Linked DNA regions of Capra hircus: region 2 is linked to region 1. The links are chromatin contacts, called in public Hi-C maps. All regions are on one chromosome and are shown on one strand. The core of a region is the stretch at or near the end of the contact, and the rest is flanking DNA. Distances in the headings are between cores, read along the strand shown. Region 1 holds the start of GHRH (somatoliberin). Region 2 holds the start of BLCAP (bladder cancer-associated protein).

Region 1 (6,474 bases), core at 1,532-4,031:
ATGGCCTCGATACCTAAGGCTCAGAGTGATTAAACACCTAGACCTGGATCACACAGCCTACAAGTGGCAGAACTGATTTTCAAATCCAAATCCATTTGTGCGCCAAACACCTGCTCCCGTTTTAGGCTTCTCTCTGCTCCTGCCCGGTGCTCTCCCAGCTTTACTGTGACTTCTCCCTTTTCTCAATTCTTGGAACATCTAGTGGTGTGTCCATCTCTAGGTCTACTTGCCTGAGGTGATGGTGGCGCAACTGAATAAACTTATGAAAACATTGAACTGGAGACTGCAAACAAGTGACTTGTGTGGTACTTCAACAGAGCAGTTAAAGCTCTTTAAAAAAAAAGGTAGGAGAACAAGAATTGGTGGACTATGGGGACTTCCCTGATGGTCCAGAGGCTAAGACTCCACATTCCCAATGCGGGGTCCTGGATTCGATCCCTGGTCAGGGAACTAGATCCCACATGCCACAACTAAGACCCAGAGCAGCCGAATAAAGAAATCAGTTTAGTCACTCAGTCATGTCCGACTCTTTGTTACCCGCACTGACTGCAGCATACCAGGCTTCCCTGTCCATCACCAACTCCTAGAGCTTGCTCAGACTCATGTCTATCAAGTCAGTGATGCCATCCAACCATCCTATCCTCTACCATCCCTTTCTCCTCCTAGTTTCAATCTTTCCCAGCATCAGGGTGGGAGAAGGTGATGGCACCCCACTCCAGTACTCTTGCCTGGAAAATCCCATGACAGAAGAGCCAGGTGGGCTGCAGTCCATGGGGTCGCTAAGAGTCGGGCACGACTGAACGACTTCCCTTTCACTTTCATGCATTGGAGAAGGAAATGGCAACCCACTCCAGTGTTCTTGCCTGGAGAATCCCAGGGACAGGGGAGCCTGGTGGGCTGCCATTTATGGGGTCGCACAGAGTCAGACATGACTGAAGCAACTTAGCAGCAGCAGCATCAGGGTCTTTTCCAATGAGTCAGTTCTTCATATCAGGTGGCCAAAGTATTGGAGTTTCAGCATCAGTCTTTCCAGTAAATATTCAGGACTGATTTCCTTTAGGATTGACTGGTTTGATCTCCTTGCAGTCCAAGGGTCTGTCAATATATACATAAATCAAAGATCTCTTAAATGAAGAATTTGTGGACTATGGAATATTAGCTTGTCATGGATCAATGAATTTGCAAGTCAGAAATATTTGAGTCCTGGCTCTGCCACCACCCTGCTGTGTGACTGCTGGAAAGTGGGCATCCTCTCTGTGCCTGTTTCCTTGTTTATAACAGCAATAAAAATAGTAGTGGTAAGAGATGAGACTTATTCTATTCCAGGCCTGTATCTTATCCACTATCACATGTAATCCTCACCCCACAACCTCACGAGTTGAGCCTCATCATTCCCATTTTACAGTTGAGGAAACTGAGATCAGGCACAAAGTCCTTAGCACAACCCCTGTCACTGAGCTTCTGCCGAGGTTGACTTCGATCCCTGTGGTTTCTTCAGCCGACTCTGTGCGTCCTGTATCTGCACACTGGTCTGGTGACCATTCAGGGTGCCCAGCTCTCCATGGTACCCACCTCATGTTTGCGGAGATAACCTCCTGACTGTATGAGCTCCCATTGCTCCAGGAGCTCCCAGCTCCTCCATCTGCCACCTGCTGCTGTGACCCATCAGTCCATCCTTAATCCCTGGGGATCTGGCCTGACCTGACCACTTTGTGTCCAGGCCTGCAAGGAGAACTGTCCCTCAGTCCCTGCTTCTCTGGGGAACATCCCATGTTTGCGCTGTGCCAAGAACTTGGTTCAGTGCAAGCTAAGCAGCAGGATCATAAAGTATCACTGCTAAGAGGTTCCTTCAGAAACCACTGGCTCTGGCACTTCCCTGGTGGTCCAGTGGTTGAGAATCGCCTTGCAATGCAGGGGACGTGGGTTCGATCCCTGGTCGGAGAACTAGAATCCCATATGCCACTGAGCATCTAACCCTGCATGCCACAACTAGAGAGTCTGTGTGCTGCAATGAAAGATCCCACATGACGCAATTAAGGCCAGACGTAGCCAACTAACTAATTAAGAAAGAAATGACAGATTCTAACTGTGAACTGCAGAAGTGTATCCTAAAAGGCAGTCTCCACTCCCTGCTCTTCAACCAGACCAGCCCTGCTTGAAAAAGTCTGATTTATTTTATTTTATTTATTTATTTATTTTTTTAAAGTCTGATTTAGATACTGCACTTCCCTAGATTTCCAAAGAAAGATCTAGGTTTCAAATTCTTTTAAAAGCTTGAAAACTACTGTCCTTGGCTGTTTCGCTGTGGATGGGAGTAGGAAATTGATGGTATAGAAAGTGAGGCCTGGAGGGCACCAGTAACCTGCAGAGGGTCACCAAGGCAGTGATGGACGGACACAGGAGGGCAGCAGGCGTCTGGACGCTTAGCTCAGAGCTATTTCCACTGCTCGACAACAGCCATGTGGGAGAGCACCGCTTCTGCCTCCCATGCGTTCATGCCATTCTTGAGGATTTTTTAGCTTTAGGCTAGAGAAATCCGGAAGTACAATTCTCCCAAGACTTCTCATTTCTTGCCTCTCACTCCATACCCCTCTGAGGTAGTTATTGACTTTGGCCGCCTCGACACAAGACAACGATGCTCCCCAGGCCAGCTGCCTACACCTGCCTATGACCACAAGAGGTTAGGCCAAATAGAGGAACATTTTGATAATTGGGCGACAAGGGAAATGGCAAACAACTCTCCTCACTAAGGGGAGAAAAAAACACTTTCATCCGTAAAGTTGACCGTCCTCAAGTGAAATAAAGTTGCACACAGACAAAACAAGATTATGTGAACTTTTTAAAAGGCTCATTTAATCTTAGAGAGTAAATTAACCCTTGGCTGTTGCACTGTTAGGAGTACTCCAGTCATTAGATGAGCAGTATTAGACGCTTCCTCTGGGAATAATGTAACTTCTCGCTCTGTCCTTTCTCTCCAAGATAAAGTTCGATATGAATCTTCGCTTGCAAGGGGCAAAACCTCTCTCCCATATTAGGGTTTGTCAGTGTGATGCTAAAAATGATCCTTTGGCGGACTTGTGAGTAATTGACCCTCTGACGTTAACAACGCCCAGGCAAATGAAGGTATAATTGGTGGGAGCACCACGCAGCCGCTGGAGCAGACGCCGAGGCCCGTGGAGCTGGAGCGACCTCTCAGCGCAGAGGGAGACCTGCCACCTCGGAGGTGAGCGGGCGGGGAGCGGGGGGCGGCCCTGGGGGCTGGGCTGGATGAGGGTGAGAACATTGAGCTTCTCACCAACTCAGAGACCCCACGTCCAAGAGGCCCACTGCCATCCTCTCTGCCCCTGGACTGGTGAGTACATCTGAGGCCCCTTGTTAGGGGCTTGGGAATATGCTTTGTACAGTGAGTACCACTTTGAGGTTGTCTTAAATGTGTGACCCTCAGTGCATGGGGTAATGGCAGCAGACAGGTGCCAGGTGGGCTGTCAGGAGCAGATGAGGTCTCCGTGCTTTTTCAAGGGTATGCCAAGTGGGCTTCCAGGACAAATGCATCACCTGGCAAGATTCTCCTGTCAAGCATGAGATTCTGCCATGGACCACAGCTTCCCTGGTGGCTCAGATGGTGAAGAATCTGCCTGCAATGTGGGAGACCCAGATTTGATCCCTGGATCAGGAAGATCTCCTGGAGAAGGGAATGGCTACCCACTACAGTATTCTTACCTGAAAAACCCCATGGACTGAGGAGCCTGGAGGGCTACAGTCCATGGGGTTGTACAGAGTTGGGCATGACTGAGGGACTGACACTTTCTTTCTTCAGAAAGGAACCAAGTGGCTGTGCAAATCAGTACCTCGCACTGATCACTCAGAACTGATTCAACGTAATTGCCTGGAAATTGATAACATTTTGCTTTCTTGCGCAATTGTAGCTGCGCTCCTTACTTTAGGTTTTAGACACGATTATCTGCCCTTGGAGTACTCCATTATCCCCACATTTGTCTCTCAACCCCCACTTCAATGATCCTAAATTATTTGTATCTTTTATCACAAGCCGCCTCAAACCCTTTCTGGAAGAAGGTGAGGTGTCTTTCTTTTGAATGACCATTCAAGATGCTTCTTCATGAATAACTTAGATCTCCTTTGACTTGGAACACTAGCGGTGAAACAGTTTATAAAGTGAATCAGGACGTCAGCACTTTAGGGTTCTTAAATTACATAGCAGAAGATTTAAAAGAGGTAAAAGATTGTGTTTTTTTCCAGAAGTTCAAAAGTGGCCTTGCTGGTTTGGTACTTGAGACCTTACCTCTGTTTGTCTGCAGAATTCTTGTAGCATTCCTGCTATGAAGTCTGGCAAAATGTGCCAACTAATGTAGATTAAGTGCCCATTTATCCTGAGTCCAGACGACCTCAAATATATCTAATCACGGAATTAGTTTGTAAACATGGTGGAGAGCTAACTGGATAACATAATGACAGCTGATAAATCCTAAAATGCCTTCAGAGTCATCCAAGAGGTGTTGATGGTGTTCTTGGACTCATGCTTGATTTAATTCAGTGAATTCTAGTCTCTTAGACTGGCCCTGTGGAAGCTGTCTGCCACAACCACTGTTTTATTCCTAGCGGCACAATCTCTACCCTCATCATACCAGAAACTGGATGATTCTTGTTATTTTCCCTCTTTGTCCAGTGGGACTTTGTAACCCTGTGGATTAGCTTCTCACCGGTCGGAGGTTACAATGGTGTTTTGACCCATCCCTGGGGTATGTGGTTTTGGGCAAATGTTGTGCTTCTTGGTTGACCAGATTATGAGGTTGCCCAGCCTCACTCTGAACGACCTGGGGTAACTGGCTTTACTGCGACTTGACTCCCAAATCTGCCAATCTCAGGTTATTTTCAGCTCCCCAAACCCCTGCTGTGCACAGGGACATGCCAGCCAAACAGGTGTTCCTGCTTGTCCCCCTTGTTTCCTCCCCAGAGACTCGGTAACAAAGAGCAAACGCTTTCGGTCTTATCAGAACTGATTTCCATGTGCAGGGGATGAATTCTGGAGTGTCCCCATGAATAGGGAGCCCTGTGAATAGGGGATTGTATCAGAGGGGCTGCCGCGCAGAGCGGGAGGCCCATTCTGAAGTGCCCACTCTGCAACTAATTTGATGGAGGACCATGGAAAAAAGGCCCTTCTCTGGGTTCATTTCGTTGGCTGTCTAAAACTAGAGCTCATGATACCTGCTCCCGAGGGAGAATGTGAGGGGGTCCTGTGAGGGCCAGGGGGGCCCAGGGGCTGGGAATCCCTTGTGCCAGCCCTGGGAGAAAGGGCAAGGGTTGGGGAGGCTGAGATGGCGCTTACGCCGAAAACAGGAGTTTGGGCTTTGCCCTAGAGGGAGTAGAATGCCAAGGGCTTCTGAGAGGTGAGAGAGGTGATTGCAAGCCTGGATGTGCTCAGGTCATTGAAAGAGCAGCCAGAAAGAAGGCAAGAAAGCCCAGACTGCAGCTGGGAGACGGAAAAAGTAGTGGTCATGTCAAGGAGACCCCTTTGCCCTGAAATATCTCCCTGTTTAGGAGACTCCTGCAGAGGACCAGGTCTGGAAAAGAGAGATGGGTGCGATAATGTGCAATGAGGACAGAAGGCTAAAGATCCTTGGTCTGGGGAGCCAAGGTCTAAATCAGGTGCAAAACGCATCTAAAGGGCTCATCGTTTGGTTAAAGGTACAGAAGGTCTGGGAGGCACAGTCGGTGGATGCCAAAGGCAAGGCCACGGTCCCATCTTTTCTCTAGCTCCAATCCTTGCCAGAGTGGCAAAAGCTTAACAAGTATTTGCAGGATAAGGGGACTTGGACTTGACACAATGGGAAAAGCTTCCGAACAGGAAAAGCTGCCTGGAAGTAGGACACACTGGCTTGCAGGCAGTCAGCTCCCTGTCACTCACAGTGTTTGAGCTGAAACTGGACCATAGGCTGTTGGGGGGAGGGGGATAGAGGAGAGCACATGAAAGAGGGGGCTCACGACAGGTCTGGACAGCTGCTCCCTCCAGCTCTGGGGGTGCAAGGGTCTCAGACAGCAGTGAACAGTCCCCTGGGGTGCTTCCTGGGACCTCAAGGCCTCCCAGGTTTAGTCCAGACCCCAGTGTCTAGGAGAAGGAGGGTGATATCCTGAGAGGAGAAGTGAGCCCAGGGATGGAAGTGGATTCCTCCCGGGCTGGCCCTGCCTGCTGGAAATCCCTTCTGAGCAAGACCTGCCGGAAATGGGGCCACTCAGGGAGATGGTGGGCCGTGAGGGGTCTCTTGCCCTTTCCGGGGCTGGCCGAGCATCTGGAGGGGTCCGTATGCCCCTAGAGGGGACATCCTGCTGAGAGGGATGCCCCTGGGAGATGGGAAGTCCTGACCCTGAGGTGACTGAGTCTTCCTGAGCCCAGCGGTTTCTACCCCGCGGTCTGGGTTGATAGCAGAGCACGGCCCTAGCAGAGGCGGCTCTGTCCCC
Region 2 (6,474 bases), core at 1,475-3,974, 250 kb before region 1:
GGGCAGACCTGGAATGGACCTGAGAGATGGAATATCCGTGAGGACATGGCCAAGCCATTCAATTAATCTACCACTGAGTGGCGGGGTACTTATTTTTTTAAGCCAAGTGAATTAGGGTCTTCTGTTTGGATACAGTCCATAAGTCCCCCTGGTAACCAAACTGAACGGTGCCATTTCCTTCCTCCACAGCAGACAGCACCACTAAACATTCCCTCCACCCTTAAACCTTCTCTCTGGAATCCCATGCTCACCTGGTCCTCCTCATACCCCCACAGGCCACTGCTTCTCAGCCTCCTTTCTTGTCTCCTCCTCCTCTGCCTACTTTTAAATCTACCTTTGTTTTCTAGGCTCTCATCCAGAACCATGACGTGTATGCTGTGTGTCGATGCTACCAAAATATGTCTCCAGCCCAGACCTCTCTTCGGAGCCCCAGTCTCATATACAACAGCCTGTTGACCTTCTCACATCCATACATGACCACTGGAAAAACCATAGCCTTGACCATAGACGGACCTTTGTTGGCAAAGTAATGTCTCTGCTTTTCAATATGCTATCTAGGTTGGTCATAACTTTCCTTCCAAGGAGTAATCGTCTTTTAATTTCATGGCAGCAGAGGATGAGATGGCTGGATGGCATCACCAACTCGATGGATGTGAGTTTGAGTGAACCCTGGGAGTTGGTGATGGACAGGGATGCCTGGCGTGCTGCGATTCATGGGGTCACAAAGAGTCGGACACGACTGATCGACTGATACTGAACTGAAGTTGAACTGACCTTCTCAATCCAGTCATTGCCCAGGCTTTTCAAATTTGCCTTCTTAGCCAAACTTGATCTTTCCCCTCAATCTGAGCCTTCTGCAGGCTTTACTGCCTTAGTCAAGGACTCTTTCATTCCTGCATACCCGAGGCAAAGATGGAGGTATCATCACTGATGCCTCAACAACCACCCACATCCCATCTGAGATTCTTTGCATCTCCACCTCCCCAAGCAACGACCTTGCCAGGGTCATAGGTTGGCATCTGGAAACCTTCAGCAGCCTTCTACCTGGTCTCCCCACACCCACTGGAAAGTATTTTCTGAGCCATGAAGCCTTTCAGAAACCCAGACCTGGTATGATTCCTGTGATGCAAACAGTTCTCCTTACTCTCAAGATAAAATCCGAATTCATTAGGCAGCACTATCTGCCCTACTTGCTCATTCCTCACCCTCACTGGCTCCTTCCCTCCTCCACAACATCTGGGACAAGTGGTTCTTTCTGCCTAGAACATTTCCCCTCTCAGTCCTGCCCCAAACAACTCTTAACTATCCTTGGTTTTTTAGCCTAAATGTCAGCTTCCCAAGGAGAGTCCACCCTCACTCTTCACCCTACATTTGTTGTTGTTCAGTTGCTCCTTGTGTCCAATTGCAACCCCATGGACTGCAGCCCACCAGGCTCCTCAGTCCATGGGATTTTCCAAGCAGGAGTACCTGAGCTGGTTGCCATTTCCTTCTCCCTCTCAGGGATCTTCCTGACCCAGGGATCGCATCTCTTGCATCTTCTGCATCGGCAGGCAGATTCTTTACCACTGAGCCACCTGGGAAGCCCTCACCCCACATTAAGACTCCATTAATTTTTCATAACACTCTTCATTCCGCCCCCCCAGCACTTCCCATCATCCATAATTATGTGTTGATTTGATTAAAAGTATTAAGTGATCGTTTTGATGTTTTAAAATTTTGACATATAGTTGATTTACAATGTTGTGGTAATTTATGCTGTACAGCAAAGTGACTCAGTTATACACATATATATACAGTTCTTTTCATATTCCTTTTCATTATGGTTTATCATAGAATAGTGAATACAGTTCCCTGCGCTATACAGATCTTATTTATCCATACTATATGTTGCATCTGCTAATCCCAGATTCCAAATCCATCCTCCTCCCCACAACCACAAGTCTGTTCTCTATGTCTGCGCGTCGGCTTCGTAGATTTGTTCATTTGTGTCATAGCTTAGATTCCACACGTAAGTAATTTGATGACCAGTTTCCCACCTTCTCCCACTTTTCCCCCCACTAGCGGGGCAGCGTTTTGAGTTAAAACAGCGTCTATGTCACTCTCCATTCTATCCTCTTGCCTTCAGCACTGCACTTACACAGTTAAGTGCTCAAGGAATGTGTTTAATCAGCTAATAGATGGATACACTGAGTCATTTAATTCCTATAACAACCCTGTTATGTAGGTATCCAATCAAACTTGGGGAACCGAAGAGTCAAGGCAAGTAGCAAAGTACAGCACAAGGGGAAGTTAGGTCCTGACTCAAGTCAAATCGTAAATTCTGAGCCGGAATATTTCCGCTCCTGACCGCTGGCCTTGGTAAAGGGGCCGGGGAGGAGGCCGACTTAAGGGTTTCCCCGCAGAACACGGGTCATCCCCAAGAGTGGAAGTGCTCACCTACGGAGACTAGGCTACACCCACTCCGCTCCCCGAGTGTAAAGATCACAATCTACTGCATATGCATGAGGGGACCAAGGGAGCTGTGACTCGGGGCTGTTCAGGACGCGCCTGATCAAAAACTCTTCGGATTTGAAGAGTCCAGAGCCCGCAGATTTCAGCACACACTAATAAAAATCTTCAAATGGTCATCTATGCAAATGTTAGGAGCGTATGAGGCCAGGGCGAGCCCCCAGAATTTAGGTCGCTGGATCAGGCGTCTGCTGTAGGCAGCCCGATTCCAGGAGGGGTCCTCGACCGGCTCGACTAGAAGACGAAGGGGGCGGCTCCCCGGCTTCCTGCGGCGTCGGTGGCGAGCTGAGGTGGAAGAGGGTCGCGGCAGCGAAGGCGACAGCAGTGGCGGCGGCGCCATGGCGGGTCTCGCAGGTACCGTGGCGTCGGCCTCCGGGGGGCGGGATGAGAGGCCCTCATGCGACCGCGCCGCCATGTTGTCCCTTCGGGGTCACCTTAAGGCGTCGTCCGGCCCCTCTCTGGGGTTTTCCTTCCGCGCACCCTGGGGGCCGCCCCTGTCCGGTGTCACGTGATCGCGCTGTTTGGCCTCCGGGCCGGGCCTTGTGGGGGCGGGGGAGGGGGCTACTACCTTCCTGGCCCGAGGGCGGATCCCCAGCCTCCTGGGTTCTCGTTCTGGCCTCCAAGGTCAGCGCTCGCTTGTCAGCTCCCGGGAAGGGGCAGGCAGAACCGGGGAGCGCGGGGCTGGGGGTGCTACCACCGTGTCTTCAGCCCCCGGGACCCGTGGCAGGGGGCCCAGCTTGTGAGAGATCTGTCACTCTGTCCCCGCCACTTCAGTTGCTTTTTCTTCCTCTTTTTTTTTTAAATCAGAAGGGGCATAGAGGAGAGGGGGGAGAAAAGGGTCTCCCTCCCCGGGTCCCCGCCGTGCTTTCTGGGGTGATAGGTTGACGCTCTGCTTTGGGGCGCGGGTGGTTCTTTACACCAAGTCTAGACACCCGTTCCCTTTCCTACAATATATATGGGGAGTGGCCCTCAATGGCAGCTGAAGGAATGAAATGCCTGGCACACTAATGGCCTGGAAAGAATGGGGGATGGAGGACAGTTGATTTTTCCTTCCCCCTTCCACAGCTTCTTTAATTTCCTTCCAGGCCTGCATGTCCCTTTGCAACGCTAAATGTTGGGGCACACTGGGGTCTATCCTAGGAAAGAAATGGTCTTTCTGTTTATAGGTATGGATCGTGTTTTATCCCTTACAGGGAACTGGTGTCTTGGGGACGGCTTCTCTTTGCCTTGCCTGACATGGTACCACCATCCCCTCAGCCTTCTGGACGGCGGCACCAAAGCCAGAAACTCCCCCCACCCCTCAAAAAAGTTCCAGCTTAAGTGCTAATGCCAAGTGTTAGATCTTGTTTATTTATTTGTTTGAAATCAGAGACTAATTAATGTCAAGCAAAGCTGTTGAAAGATTGCCGAGCCCTGGTCGGTTTCCAGTGACCAGATCACTTCCATAACTAAAACAGGTCTTGTTAGAATTGCTGCCAATAACAGTTTACCCTTTTGTCTGTAATCTGTTGTTTCAAAGAGGAATCTTGAAGTCTGGGTTTGGTTGTGTTTTTCTGTTGTTGTTCTCTTATCTTCGAAGCATATGCATTCCATTTCAAGCCTGTCACTGTGTGATATACCAAGGACCATGTGTGGCTTGCCTCTCTGACTTCCTGTTCTGGGAATGCTCTGTAATCTGGATCCTGCTGGGGAATGGGCCCTGTGGGAGGGAGAAAGGGAGAGGGGAGGTTGAGCAGGATCATAACCAGAGAAGATGGTGGCATGTCTCTGGGGCTGATAGAGGAAATCAGAGGTCACCAGGGAAAAAGAGACTGTTGTGAGATTAATGTTTTGTATGTGTGTGCACGTTTAAATCTCTGGGGGTGAAACTAACTGCAAATTTAGAATCTCACTTTAGGGTGCTGGCTCCTGAGTAGGTACAAGTTTGAAAATAGTTGTCTAGCAAATGGCTTACGGCACACCTGCTCCCACCTCCAACCCACACGTAATAAGCTGTTGCTGTCCTGCAGCTGAAGCTCAAGAAACCTGTCCTTCCATCGAAATCCAAATATTCCACAGGGAGAGGTAATGGTGTCACATAGCACCCCACAACTCTCAACGGTCAGGGTACCTAAAGTACCTAACCGAAGCTGGTTAGGCTAAGAGACTAACATCCTCTGGGGGCATTTGTCCTAAGAGCCTTGCCTGCTGTTGGGAGTCCCACTCAGCCATTCCAGTTCCTTCATAACTCATCTGCTCTATCCTTGGTCTCGTGGGGGCAAAGCGGGGGTGGTAGAGAAAATTTAAGGAAAGGGGGGTGCTGTGGACTAAGGGCTTTGCAACAAAATTGTAGTCATTTTTAACTCCTCCCATTGTTCTCTATCAGAATAAAATGTTTTAATGGTATTGCTTCTGGAAAAAAAATTTTATAAACAAGTTAGGTTTGGACCAGACTTCTAAGCACTTGAACAGGAGTGGAAAATGAACACATTCCTTCCGTCTTCTCCAGTGGACTGTGTTTCCTCCCATAACATGAGGGCTTGATGCGGAGCAGAAGGGCGGGGGGAATGGACTTGGCATGTTTAAGCCGCCTGTGTGAGTGCAGCCCACCAGGGCAGCCCTGGCCGGGAAGTCTGTCATCTCATCATGCCACACTCAAAGTCCTGCTGCTGGATGGATGGAGGAAACCCTGCAGTGAGGCTTTGCCAGGATCATCTGGGAAGCCCTGGGGCTGCCAGCAGCCTCCTGCCTTTTTAAAGGGGGGCCTACTGTGTCAAGAGCATCCAGACACTTCCATGCTGCCTCATCTCGTCTCCCTAAGCCCAGCTGCCTTATACTTGGGCCAAGCCTAGAGCATCTGGGGCAGTGGGGCCATGGGGCACACCCCTTGAAGGCTCTGCGAGGAGGGGCACCCTTCATTGAGAACGCGTGTTGGAATATGTTTACGGGTCTCCCGGTTGAGTGTGGAAAACCACGAATACTCCCAGTCTTGAGGCTTGCCAAGATATGGGCTTCAGAAGGGAGGTGTGGACATTGCCTGCTGCTGAGTCACCCTGGGGCATGAGGAGACCTGCCCCAACCTTCAGGCTGTGGTAAGGACTGGAACCACCCAGCCCAAGCCTTGGGTCGTACATCCCCACCCCAGTCCCGTTGAGTCCTGATTGCCGCTTTAATGGCAGAATGTTTCTAGCAGGTTGGGGTTCCCTGGGATCTTAGCAGTCCTTTCACAGAGGGGAACTAAAGGTAGGACTAGGAGTGACTTGACCAGGTTCCCTGGGCTGACCAATGGCAAGGCCACTACCTGAACTGAGGTCTGCACCCTCCACCCCCTTAATTCTCTAATCTTGAACTCAAGTTATAGGTGCCTCTGAAGGTGCTGGTGGTTGGCCTGAGAAATGCTAGGGGCTGGATTAGGGGCGGGCAACATGAGGCTCAAGGGATTGAGGTCCTCTGTGCTCTAGAAGTGCTTGCGACAGCTGTGACTAAGGGATTTCAGGAAGTGGCAGAAAGATTTATGGCCCTCCAGCTCACTCCCTGATGTTGACCCGGGAACAGGTGTGTGGTGACAGGAACACATAAAGCACAGACGAGGCTGAACAGGCGGCAGAGCCACTTGATGGGGCAGTCAGCTGACCTCACGTAAAAGAAGCCCTGACTCGCTGAGGAGTGGGAGAGAGAAGTCAGGAGCTGAGCAGCCTGCCCACCTACCCACCCTGGCATGATGGCAGGGGAGAGCCCAGGGTCGGGGGCCTGGTAAGCACCCTTAGGAATATGGAGGCTAAGAGTGGGAGAAGCAGAGAACCCAGTGATGGGGAAAGTGAGCTGGAGAGAGGTTCCTGAGGGTTGGGGAGGCGGCCCTGGGAGACTAGGCCGGCCTGGCGGGATGCCCATGTCGCAGTCCTGGTAGAGGTTATAGGGCCTGAAGGAGTGAGCTGGGCAGGGGAGAGCCACACAACACCTTTTATCCCAGGGAAGTGTGGCGTGCTG

What was found. Hi-C and Micro-C count contacts between places; a contact is called where the count stands out from the background.
Region 2: a contact with region 1 is called in a Hi-C map of blood, with 4 times the contacts expected there. The contact joins the promoter of BLCAP here to the promoter of GHRH in region 1. A contact is called at or near these places in 3 of 5 Hi-C or Micro-C datasets (blood and liver).

What each region holds. Positions count from the first base shown.
Region 1 is chr13:65,775,116-65,781,589 of ARS1.2, reverse strand. It overlaps GHRH (somatoliberin), which reads left to right and starts at 2,781. Exons shown (of 5, transcript XM_005688533.3): 1 at 2,781-3,223.
Region 2 is chr13:66,027,694-66,034,167 of ARS1.2, reverse strand. It overlaps BLCAP (bladder cancer-associated protein), which reads left to right and starts at 2,724. Exons shown (of 2, transcript XM_018057845.1): 1 at 2,724-2,862. LOC106502791 (a long non-coding RNA gene) reads left to right here. Exons shown (of 3, transcript XR_001919067.1): 2 at 1-526; 3 at 614-628.